2 separate regions of the Gossypium arboreum genome follow, and region 2 is linked to region 1. Evidence: chromatin contacts called from public Hi-C data. All regions are on one chromosome and are shown on one strand. Each heading gives the region's core, a stretch centred on a gene start, on an enhancer-like site or on the middle of the called end of the contact. The rest is flanking DNA. Distances are from core to core; before and after follow the strand shown. Region 1 holds the start of LOC108470739 (40S ribosomal protein S6-like). Region 2 holds the start of LOC108464929 (ras-related protein Rab11A).

Region 1 (6,123 bases), core at 1,141-3,640:
AGATTTGTAGTTTCCTTCACTTACCAATTTTAGTCAAAATACTCAAACAATTCAAAGCATCAGTTTTAGCGTTAAATCTATATTTTTAACTTACCTTTTTTCTTCCTTTCATTGTTATTTCCCTCTGGCAACATAAATGATTGAGCAAAATACTGTGGAATGATGCTGAAAGCAATCTCAAAACCGATCACCTAGTTCGGTCACTTGAGTTTTCGACCAAGTTCTATACGTTATCATTCGATTTTTTACCGGCCTGTTCATTTTCCAGTTAAATTACTATAGTTGAACCATAGAACTGATCAGTTCCCAGTTGAACCAGCCTGTTAGGTTCGGTTTCAACAAGTGAGGCCTTTGGATGTTACGATATTGAATATAAAAAAATTCATGAAATAAATAGAGGAATAGGTAAGCATCCAAAACATAATGTCATGAAAACTTAAAAGCATTGTCAAGTCAAAATCACCTCAACCTATAATGAGATTTTAGAATCAACATTCAAAACCGAAGAAAATACCAATCCTTGTATGTGGTACAATTAAGCTGCAATGGATGGCTTAGAAGCAGCAGAGAGCCTAGATCTCTTCTTGGCCAAGCTCTCACTCCTGCGCTCACGCTGTTCCTTCAACCTCTGGGCAAGGAGCTTCTGGTATTCAGCAGCATCAGCCTTGGCCTTTGCAACTCTCTTCTTCTTCTCTGCAATTCTGCCACGCTTCCTCTGCAAGGTCAACGGAGTCACCAACCTCTGAATTTTGGGAGCCTTGCTTACTTTTTTACCTGCATTCCAAAAAAGTGTTCTTTATTTTCAACTAGGGGAGCAACTACCATCATTAACTTATTTATGAAAAGTAAATCATTGACCAAAACTCATTCCCCAGGAAACTCAATGAAGCACAAACAAATATTTAGTACTCACCAGATTTGGTTGTAAAGGTTCGGCGATATGTATTAACATATTTCCGAACATCATCTTCCTTAGAGAGGTTGAACAACTTCCGGATTTTCGAAGCTCTCTTTGGACCCCTCATTCTTGGCTTCTCAGTGTCGGTCAATCCAGGAAGATCATTTTCACCCTTCTTAACAATAACCAAGTTCAGAACTGAAAGATCTTGACTAACAATGCATCCGCGAACTGACTTCCTCCTTCGCTCTCCATTTCTCCTACCATACCCACGGAAGCAGGGAGTACCTATTCAAAGAAAAACAATTGGTCAACAAATAAAAAACATTTCTATACAAACAAACAAATGCAACTAATTTGCAGTCTACAGACCTCTGTGAAGCAAAAGATGAACACGGCCTGGAGTCAGAACTCCTTGCTTCATTGGAAAACCTTGCTTGTCACAGCCTCCCATTATCTTGAACACATAGCCCTTAAACTCCTGTTAAATGATATGAGATAACAGCAAACTGCAGTTAAGATGGCCAGATTCAAAAGCATAAATTGGATAAAGAGAAACTAAAAGTAACTTGGAAACATACCTCGCCAAGGGCATCACCACTGACTTCTTGGGAGATCCTCTTGTCAAAGAAGGCTCGGCTGCAATATCAAAGTTCCAAGGTCAGAAATTTTTCTTCCTCAGGAACAAATACGCTCGCAGTACCTCGCCCCAAGACGCTAAATGTAATAAGCATACTGTTAAAACTATGGTTAAAGGGTACAACACAGTTGAATTTCCTTCGCATTGTGGTAGCTTGACAAGAACTAGTCCCAAAAGGAAACCTAACTTAAAAAATATATGGCAAGAGAAAATAATTACAAAATGTATTATGCTAGCTCATTTTTTGGGAAGTATAAACAACTTTTGCCTTCCACTTTGCTTTACAAATTCTATTATTAGCAAAAAATTCATATAAATTTCATTAACCTACTTTCTACCTTTGAATTTGCTTCTTCCACCCATATTTTGCGCATCTCTAAATACTCTAAAAATTCAATCTCACTCAATACGAAAAGAAGCATGAAAACTCAACTGGGTGTTTTCGCCTTTAAAAATATAAGACTAATATTGAAATTTAGAGCAACAAAATAAAATTAAACCAAACAATTTAAAACCAAAAAACAAAAAAAGAGAAAAGAAAATTACAGTTTCTGGTCATCGTCAATTTCCAGCTTCTTCTGGCAGCCAGTAGTCGGATTTGCAATATTGAACTGAAACAAACAAATGAAGAGAATCAACAAAAACCCAAAAGGGACAGAAATATCTTCTTTTTCCTTAATAAAAAGAAGCGGAAAGAGGGGAAAAACCTTCATTTCTGTTTGATGGGTGTTTAGAAAATAGACCCTGGGGAGAACTGCCGCCGCCGAGACTGCTGCTGCTCTCTTGCTAACTTAAGGTTTCGAGGGTTAGGGTTTTCGGGGAGGTTTAAATATAAAGGAAAATAATCTGGTGTTATTAGGGAAGTCTGTAAGTTGGTCCGAGTCAACCCAGATTCACGAACATGGATATTTTGTGGGTTCGGATTTACTTACTGCTCATTGTAAGCCCAAAGTAAAATTTGATCTATCAGACCTGTTAATCCGTGGATGTAGCAAAAAAAATTAATTTAGATTAATGGTAGTGTAATTATTAAGGTACTAATTATATTATAAAGTATGTAAAATGTAATTATATAATCATATAATTCTAAATTTTAAAAATATTAATTATTTTAAAATTATTAATAATAAAAAATTCTTTAAATAAGTAACAATTAAAATCAAATCATTTTAAATAATACATTAGTCTAATAAAATATTTAACAATACAATTATCAATAAAATTAACAAGAAAATAAATATCTCATACAATTTTATCTAATTACTCTAACATTCCATATTTATTAAAATATTCTCTCCAACATTAAAAATATACTTATTGTTGTCATCATTAGGTCATTCACCAAGTACAAATAATTAATAATAAATACTATGCAATTTTAATTAGATTTAGTATAAATAAATTATAATATATATACTACTGGTTTGTTTCTTGTTCAGGTTTATCTTGATATTATTTTTTTTTAAAATTGGAATATATATATTTTCTCAAATAGTAATAAAAATTAAAAATATATTTTCTCTTATTGTATTTATTTATAAAATCTTGAAATATAAAAATAATAATTTTTTGATAATTTTTTTACAAGATAAAATGTATAATTGCTTAAATAATTTATTTTATTTTTATTGAAATATAATTTTTAGAACAAATAAAAATAATAGTCTAATTTTGTAATTTTAATAAAGGAATTTTTAAATTTTAAAAGTCTGGAAAGAATAAGTACTTAATTTAGGAATATTGAGCACTTTAAAATAATTTAACAAAAGATGGATTGGTTTAAAAGGAATTTACCCATTCGTAAAAGTTATAAATCTTTATTTTATTGAGTTACGTTCATTTGGCATAAGATCGGTTATTCTAATTGAATGAAAGAATATTTTTTTCAAAATTATTAGTTCAATTTGATAAAAATGAATATAATGGATGTGATTAAAATAAATAATTTGTATATAGCAGTTAATTTAAGAAAATAGTCATATAATGATGATGATATGCGTCAATTAATATTTGGTTTTAATTTTATACATAAATAACTTTTTTGTTATTGATATCTTCACCTACATAATTTTAATTAATAATAAATTTAATTATCTTAAATTTATAAATAATATTATTTGAAAATTTTCAAATATTTAATAGTTTTATAAAATTAAATTTTAATCCATTAATATATGTGCTTTATCTTTGATGCCCAACTTTGGGGTATTTTGGATGCCCTTACCTTTCTTATAGAACAGGGAGTGGAAAAATTTTGATACATACAGATAATCTCGAGGGGTGGTGCAAGCAATAACAACGAACATTCCAACTATTTCTTCCTCAGCTCTGGTGAGGCGAATCCAAAAGTTACTACAAAATAAAAAATATTGGGTGGTTTGAGTTATATGTATTTAAGCAAATGGTGCTTTTGATATTGTATGACACAGTTGAGTCCTTTTAGTTTTTATTTCACCAAAAAAAATAATGTAATATTATTTTAAATTATATTCCATTTTGAAAGTAACAAAAATATGGAGGTAAATAACACAATTACCGTGTTTCATCACAATTAAGTATGTCATGTATCAATAACTTAAGCCTCCCCATGTCACTTGAGATATAAGACCTTGTACTACATATCCTATCTATGTTGTTACCTCTAGTTTTTCAAGTATTTTGATATAACAAAAAGTATATTAAAAATTTCCTACTTAGATTTTCAAAAATTGTTTATAAGTCTTTAAAATTATTTTTAAATTGTTGGACAAAATAAAATTTTAAAAAGCCTTAAATTAACTTAATTTTTAACAAGTCTTTGAAGCCTGAAGTGCAACAGCCCGATTTTGGGTCTAGTCGAAATAGTGGTTTTGGAGCCACAAATCTAACGTAATAAAATTTATTTTTATTATTTTTTATAGTCTACAATTTCACGGAGTGATTTTGTAAAAATTTCGTTCGAAAATTTCGACATTTGGGCACTCAATTTAGTCAAAAGGACTAAATCGTAAAGAGTGCAAAACTTGAGTTCTAGAAGCTAGAGGTGTCCAATTGTTATGAAATTATAAATTGGAGGTCCTTAAATGGTAATTAGACCATTCGATAATTTTTTGGACAAAAATGGATATGAAATAGGTGAAATAGAATATTTTTAAGTTAAGGGCATTTTCGTCATTTAGAAATTAAATGACTTAATAAACAAAATAAAAGCCAAAACTTCTTACCCATCTTCTTCCTTGGACAAATTTTACATGAAGAAACCATGGCTAGGGTTTTCCAAGCTTCCAAACTCGATTGTAAGTCCATTCTAGCCCCGTTTTTAATGTTTTTTTACATTTTTGAAATCCTCGTAGCAAGATCTATCTATTTCTACCATTAATTTGAGTTATGGTTAAAGTATAGGGTTTTGACCTATGATGAACATGTGTGGATTTTGATGATTAATGGTAGAAAATGCATGTTAGTTGTTTCTTAAACGACTTTTGCTAAGTGATTTTCGGTGAAAACGCCTAAAAGGACTAATTTGTAAAAGTTATAAAGTATGCAGTAAAAGTGTGTTTTAATGGAAATTGTGGGCTGATATAGTTATGAAAATGATTCGGCTAGGCTTGTATGTTAAAGAAATTGAATAAATTTCATTTTTCGAGCTTAGGGGCAAAAATGTAAATATGTCAAACTTTAGGGGCAAAAACATAATTTTTCCATAGTATGATTTTTGGGTCACATTGAATAATGTGACTAATAAGTGGGCTAAATATGACATTATAGATCAAGAAAAACGAAGTTCGAGTCTAGATCGAGGGAAAAACAAATATTAGACAAATAGGTTCTTTTCGCCGTTGTCGCATCTGAGGTAAGTTCGTGTGTAAATAATTCAAAATTATGTTATTATGTACCTAATGTTTTGATATTGCATGAAATGTATATTTATCTCTATGGATTTGATAAATGATGACTGGATGATGATTCGATGAAGAATTGATACCTCAAAATCCCTGTTAAACCTTAGGAATAGATAGGATACAAATGTCATGATATTAGGGTTATATGTGATCCCATGTAAGACCATGTCTGGGATATGGCGTTGGCATCAATATGTGATCCCACATAAGACCATGTCTGGGACATGGCATTGGCATCGATATGTGATCCCACGTAAGACCATATCTGGGATATGACATTGGCATCGATATGTGATCACATGTAAGATCATATCTAGGATATGGCATTGGCATTGATATGTTATTTCATCTAACACCATGTTTAAGGCATGGCATCGATATGAGACATCATGTAAGACCATAGCTGGGCTATCGGCTTCGATTTGTGATCCCATGTAAGACCATATCTGGGATATTACATTGGCATCTTACTATGTGTATGAAATTTCCCAGATATCCTTTAGTATTCCAAGTAGTCCAATGGGAAAGTAAATAGGTTTGTTAAAGAAGAGAAAGAGCGTGTAAGTATTACGAATTCTGTACAGGTATGTACATAAGTTATACGCATTGATTTTAAGATATGGTGAGTTCATGATTTCCATGAGAATATTTTTGTGAAAGTCTTGAGATTATTGGTCTATATTTGTGATGGACGAAATACATGG
Region 2 (6,123 bases), core at 1,412-3,911, 230 kb before region 1:
GTAATACATACAGCAAAATACTCGTGAAATTAAAAAAAAAAGAAAAAAAAGAGAGCATATGTACTCGAAAGAAATAGATGTATAAAAGAGCATGTGAAAGCGAAATAAGTTGGTGTGTTGAAGGTAATTATTTCAAAGGTCCGATTCAAGCTGAGTCTAGAGTTTTTAGCCTAAATTTATCTATCTTTTACCTACCCCTAGCTTAGCCATGTTACAACCTATTTAAAAGAACTATTGATTCAAGTTTCTATGCTACCTACATTAGTGGAGAGAAATTGTTATGTTCAATATATGAAGGCATAAATTAAACTTAATGATTGCAGCACGAAAATATACACATTTTTCAAAGGTGTTTTCTGATAAATTCTTTTCAAATTTGTGCATTACTCAGGACGAGCAATGAATTAAGTTTGGGGGTGTGGAAACACAAAAATATACACATTTTTTCATGCCCTTTTTAACTCAAATTCATGCAATTTCGATAAAATTCTTGTAGAAAAATATATAATTATTATAAAATAATTAAATTACACTCAAAATATGAACATGTTTAATTTTAATTAATTTTATATCAAATTTTGATTAATTTTAATTCTTTTCGACAGATTCGGGCAAAGGGCGAAAAATAGCTCAACGGACACTGTTAGAAGCGCAAAACTGAGAAGCAATTTTGAAGCATCAAGGTTACTTAATTTTTCAACCTAAGACGGTCCAAATTATGTGTATTAATTCATAATATAATTAATTTTCATTTTAATCCAATTTAATTTGGATTAAATAAATTATTATTAATTAATTATGAAAAGGGACCCAGTTGATTTGAACGGAGAAAATCGATCTAACCGAACATTGGGAAGCCCAAAACCGTCCACATGCTGACCCAATCAGCTTGCTTGGCTGATTATTTGGCTTGCAAAATGGCCCTTAAAGACTCCTCTAAATTGCATTCAAACCCCTCCACTATTTATGCCTTTCTAGATTTGCCTCTACCTTAAAATAACATATTTGAAATCTTCAAACATGCCACATGTGTGGCCGGCCATGGGGGGAGTCTTTGGCTGCTTATTTTGGCTATTTTTAGCAGCCTTTTCAACCTATAGATACCCCCTTGGCTGCTCACTTCAAACACATCTCAACCCTTCTCATCTCTTCACTTCTCTCTCATTTTTCTCTCTTAATTCCCTTCCATTGTTCTTCATTTTCTTCCCCTGTTTCCTTTCTGATTTCACCTCTTGAAAAAGAGTCAATCAACCACCATTTCAAGCAGTATTCAAGTGTTTGTAGAAGCCCCGGTTCGACAAGAACAAGCAGAGAAGGAGGAGTAGAGCAAACTAGTCAAGCTAATGAGAAAATACCAGATTTGATTCTTGTTCCCTGTCCTTTTAATTTTTTTGTTGTTATGATAAACATGTCTATGAATATTTGTCATGTTGAATAGTTTATTTATTTGATATGGCTTGAATTTAATTTGTGTTAGGTTGATTGCATTTCATCTACTTGAGTTATTAAAATTGTGTTTGTGTGGTTATGGGCCTTGGTAAGATGTTTGATTAAGTAAAACCATGACCAAGTTATTCTTTCATTACAATTGTAAGGTAACTAATGAATTAGTTATTTAAACTGATTGAAATTGTAATTAATTGACGCAATACTTAATTAGTGCATGATTAATCATCTAAGGTAACTAACGACGATGAAAACAAATTTTTAATAGATAATTTTTTATTAATATAGACATATATCTAATGATTTTTAAATCATTTGATTTTATAATTAGACAATTATTTTTTGAAAATGTGTTGTAAATTTTATTTAAAATATTGTGAAGTAATTTTTAAAAAATTATAAACCTAATATAATATTATCTAAAAATTACGTATATGAAATATTAAGTGAAAATGTATTTCAATAAGTGAAAAACATTTTAAATTTTTTTTCACACGTTTATAGCACCATATGTTTTGAAATGTTTATATAAACAATCAAATAGGTTTATCACACAAGTATGCAAATTAATATATTATATAAAAAGTATAACTATAATTTAATAAATTCATTATTTTTACTCATGTATTTAAAAATTAATTAAAAGTAAGCTTAACATTTACTTGTTTTTAAAAATTATTTACCTTTATCTCTCAGTTAAATTTATATGAAAATGTAATAAAACTTTAATTTCAAATATGAAATAATTTTGTCAATTTTTATATATGACTATTGAACTCCTAGATTGCTTTTATGAAAAAGATATTTATTTTTCGATTTCTTTAAATCTATAATTTACTTATTAATTTTATATTTTAACATATATGTATAAGTTTAATATTTATTAATTTTAATACTATTTTAAAAATATTTTAATAACATATGCGATTTTAATATATTATTTGTCAATTACTTATAAAGGTTTAATTTATATTATTTGTAAATTCATTATATTTAAAAGTATTAATTTAAATTAATTTAAAATTTTAAATTATAAAATACAATAATGGTATAAAAAGTTTAATGTATTTTTTATTTTACAAGTTATCAAAAAATCGTCATGTGTCTTTTTTTAAATGTTTATTTTTTAAATATTTTAATATATCTTATAATATAATTGTGAACTTACATAATCTAAAAACTTCACCTTAAATGTATGAAATTACAAAAAGGGTTTATATTTGGTTGGTTGAAAGCAAACGGATTAATGTCTGCTACTCACTGGATTATCATCTCATATGTAGTCTAAATCCTGATCCACCGAATCCCTCCTCTCCTTCCTAATGAACAAATTGTCTTTCTCATCAATTATTTAGATTTTAGACTTTCACTTTGCCTTTCACAAGACAATAATCTAAAACTCAACGTTACCAACTGTGTCCTTCGGCTCTTAGCTATATTTCAGGCCGAAACAAAACAAAACAAAACCAAATCAAGTGAAATAAACAAGACTTAGAAGTAGAATTAGAAGGGAAAATGGCTAGTGGAGGAGGGTATGGGGACCCAAGCCAGAAGATTGACTACGTTTTCAAAGTAGTCTTGATTGGTGACTCTGCCGTCGGTAAGTCTCAGATTCTTGCTCGGTTTTCCAGAAATGAGTTTAGTTTAGATTCCAAGGCCACCATTGGAGTTGAGTTTCAGACTAGAACTCTTGTTATTGAACACAAGAGTGTCAAGGCTCAGATCTGGGACACTGCTGGTCAAGAACGGTACTTTTTTTCTTACTACTACTACTACTACTACTACTACTACTACTAAGCTTTTTAACTTTTCATGAAGATTTGTTTATTTCTCCTTTTTGCTGAAAGCTTTTTGGGTTTTTCATTCTATAGGGATCGTCTTCTTTTCTCTTGTTCTTTCATAGATCTGTAGTTTGTGGACAGAATTATAAGCTTTCAAAGAAAAGCTGTTTGAAAATGTAAAAGGATTTCAGAATCCTGGTACTGAGCGCTTGTTTGCTAGATTTACTGTTCACCGACAAGACATGGTTTAGTTAGTTACCATGATTGTGTTAGTTCGGAGGTGAAAATGTTTTCAATTTCGATCAGGATTGGATTGGATGTTTGATAGATAAATGATATAGTTACTGTTGATATTTATTTTTAACTTATGATGATGATCTGGATAAAAAAATTTACATGGTGCTTAGTTGGATCTTAGTGCTCGATTTGATTGTGTCACTTGGAACAGTTTGGTAAAAAGCATCATAGTCTAGTAGATCCTCGATCTCATCGCATTTCTTACAAATCTTGGCGTAGAAGTTCAAATTTTAGCAATGGATAATGCAGATTTGGATATTTGCAGTTATCCAACTTGCTTTTTTGCTGTAAATTTGAATAATATTCAGATTCATACATTCTAATTAATATTCAGATATTAATTTTTGATATCCATAGTTTGAGTCGGCTTCATTTTTGCGGATAATATCCAAATCCATTATCCATTTCTTTGAAAAATATTTTTATACTTACTAAATGCAGATATTTAGTGGATTCAGAAATATGATGGATGATTTAATTAATTGGGATTAAGATTTGGAAACTAATGCTTGGATTTAATGCGTATAATAAACAGATTAGGATTCAAATTTTACAGAAACTGTAGATATCTAATGTTCCATGTTAAGCATGCTATTTTGGTAAGCAGGGCAATGATTTCATCATTCAACTTTAATTTGAGCCATTTTGGTTGCAATCCCTTCGTGTTAAATAAGTGGTCAATCAACTGCCTGGATTTGTTTAGCTTTTAATCATTCAACCGGTAGGTATTGAATCAAGACTTTTGAGACGTAATGTTTAATAAGTTATATCTGGTTTTGGTACAGGTTACCCCATTGGTTCCATCTAGGGCACTTATTATTTGGTTATGGGGATTCTTTTTCGTTATAATGGTCCAGCCTGCATATAAGAATCTAGCCATCAACTAATACTTTTTACCTAATTCTCTTGCTTCTCTTATGTTGAACAGATACAGAGCTGTTACGAGTGCATACTATAGGGGTGCTGTCGGAGCAATGCTGGTGTATGACATAACAAAACGTCAGACCTTTGATCACATTCCTCGTTGGCTGGAAGAGTTGCGTGGCCATGCCGACAAGAACATTGTTATTATCCTGCTCGGGAACAAAAGTGACCTTGAAAACCAGCGAGAAGTTCCAACCGAGGATGCCAAAGAATTTGCTCAAAAGGAAGGACTATTTTTCTTGGAGACCTCGGCTCTTGAAGCAACTAATGTGGAGACTGCCTTCATGACTGTGCTTACGGAGATCTTCAACATCGTGAACAAGAAGAACCTGGTTGCTGATGAGAATCAGGGGAATGGCAACCCCACGTCTCTAGCAGGCAAGAAGATAGTCATTCCAGGTCCAGCGCAAGAAATTCCAGCAAAGAGCAACATGTGCTGTAGGTCATGATTTAATTGGATTTGTCTCCTATTATCAGGTTTTTTATTTTACATTCTTAATATCAAATTTTGAAGGGTGTGGTATATCTGTTTGTATATTATACATTGCATTAGTTTAATTTGCAAGGGGCAGCTAATTAATTACATGTTCTGATATGGGAAATAGAAAACCTAAATTTAAAGCTGACGTGCAGATTGCTTCAATGTATTTTTCTGAAGTTATAAGATCTATCAAATTATCCTGCTGAACTGGCTTTGTCTTTGAAAGTATGGTGAGTGATTTAAGCATATTATTATCTTCCCAATTCTGGCATTGTCAGTCCAATAATGTTTGTATGAATTATTGAAAGCTCAGGTCTGCAGAAATGGCAGTGCCAAAAGATGGAAGTCTGATTCGTTGACAAAGATGAACTGCCGTTGCATTCAATGTAACTTTTCTATATCTTTTACAATAAATGCGAAAATGATTACGGTGCTTGTTGTTGAAGATGGAGAGTGCTTGGCATTGTCATGAAAATGATGTGTTGAACATCAATCATCATCCCTCTTTTTCTAAAAATTTTGCAACGGTTTTCCTTCATTAAATGAAGTTAACAAACAAAGAGGATAATTATCAGGGAGAGAAGCAGTCGAATTATAGGGGCAATCTGATTCATTGCTCTCTTAGCAATTCAATCAGTAATTTTGTTGCAGTTTGCACAAGAGTCAAGCATTTGCTTGAAGAAATAAGTTTGAGTTGGTGGACGATTACTAATTGAAGATTGCATTTTGTGTTCGAGAGTTACAGATGGAGAATCTATCACATATTTCAAGGCAAGATTAATTTTGTGATTGTTTTGTGGTTGAAACAGTAGCCAAGCCACAATTTTAGTCACTGTTTTATTGATATACTTATTTGAAGAGTTGACAAATTTTAAAACAAAATCATTGGGCTATTTGTTTTGATGTTAATTGGACGAGTAAAGCTCAACACATGAAGTCCAATTGAGTCAAAGTTAAAGACTTGAAGATTGGTTTTTTGTAGATTAAGTCAAGTTACTTGCGGAAAAAGTAAAATTATTTTCTATCTTTGAAGATTTTGGATTAAATCAAAAACTCCTATGGAAGTATTATCTCAAGTTGATTTTTAGCTTTACTTCATAGAAAAGTAATTAGATTATAACTCTTATGTAAGTGAAACTTAAGTAGTATATAAACTTAAGTTTTGTTTAGGTTAAAGGGTAATTGAGAGTAATC

What was found. A called contact is a pair of places that touch in the nucleus more often than the background predicts.
Region 2: a contact with region 1 is called in a Hi-C map of leaf, with 1.7 times the contacts expected there. The contact joins the promoter of LOC108464929 here to the promoter of LOC108470739 in region 1. A contact is called at or near these places in 2 of 5 Hi-C or Micro-C datasets (both in leaf).

What each region holds. Positions count from the first base shown.
Region 1 is chr11:55,396,766-55,402,888 of ASM2569848v2, reverse strand. LOC108470739 (40S ribosomal protein S6-like) reads right to left here and starts at 2,390. Exons shown (of 6, transcript XM_017772181.2): 1 at 2,246-2,390; 2 at 2,085-2,149; 3 at 1,480-1,537; 4 at 1,271-1,379; 5 at 914-1,186; 6 at 367-774. The coding sequence starts at 2,251. The coding sequence ends at 536.
Region 2 is chr11:55,629,517-55,635,639 of ASM2569848v2, reverse strand. LOC108464929 (ras-related protein Rab11A) reads left to right here and starts at 2,661. Exons shown (of 2, transcript XM_017765214.2): 1 at 2,661-3,194; 2 at 4,453-5,136. The coding sequence starts at 2,962. The coding sequence ends at 4,897.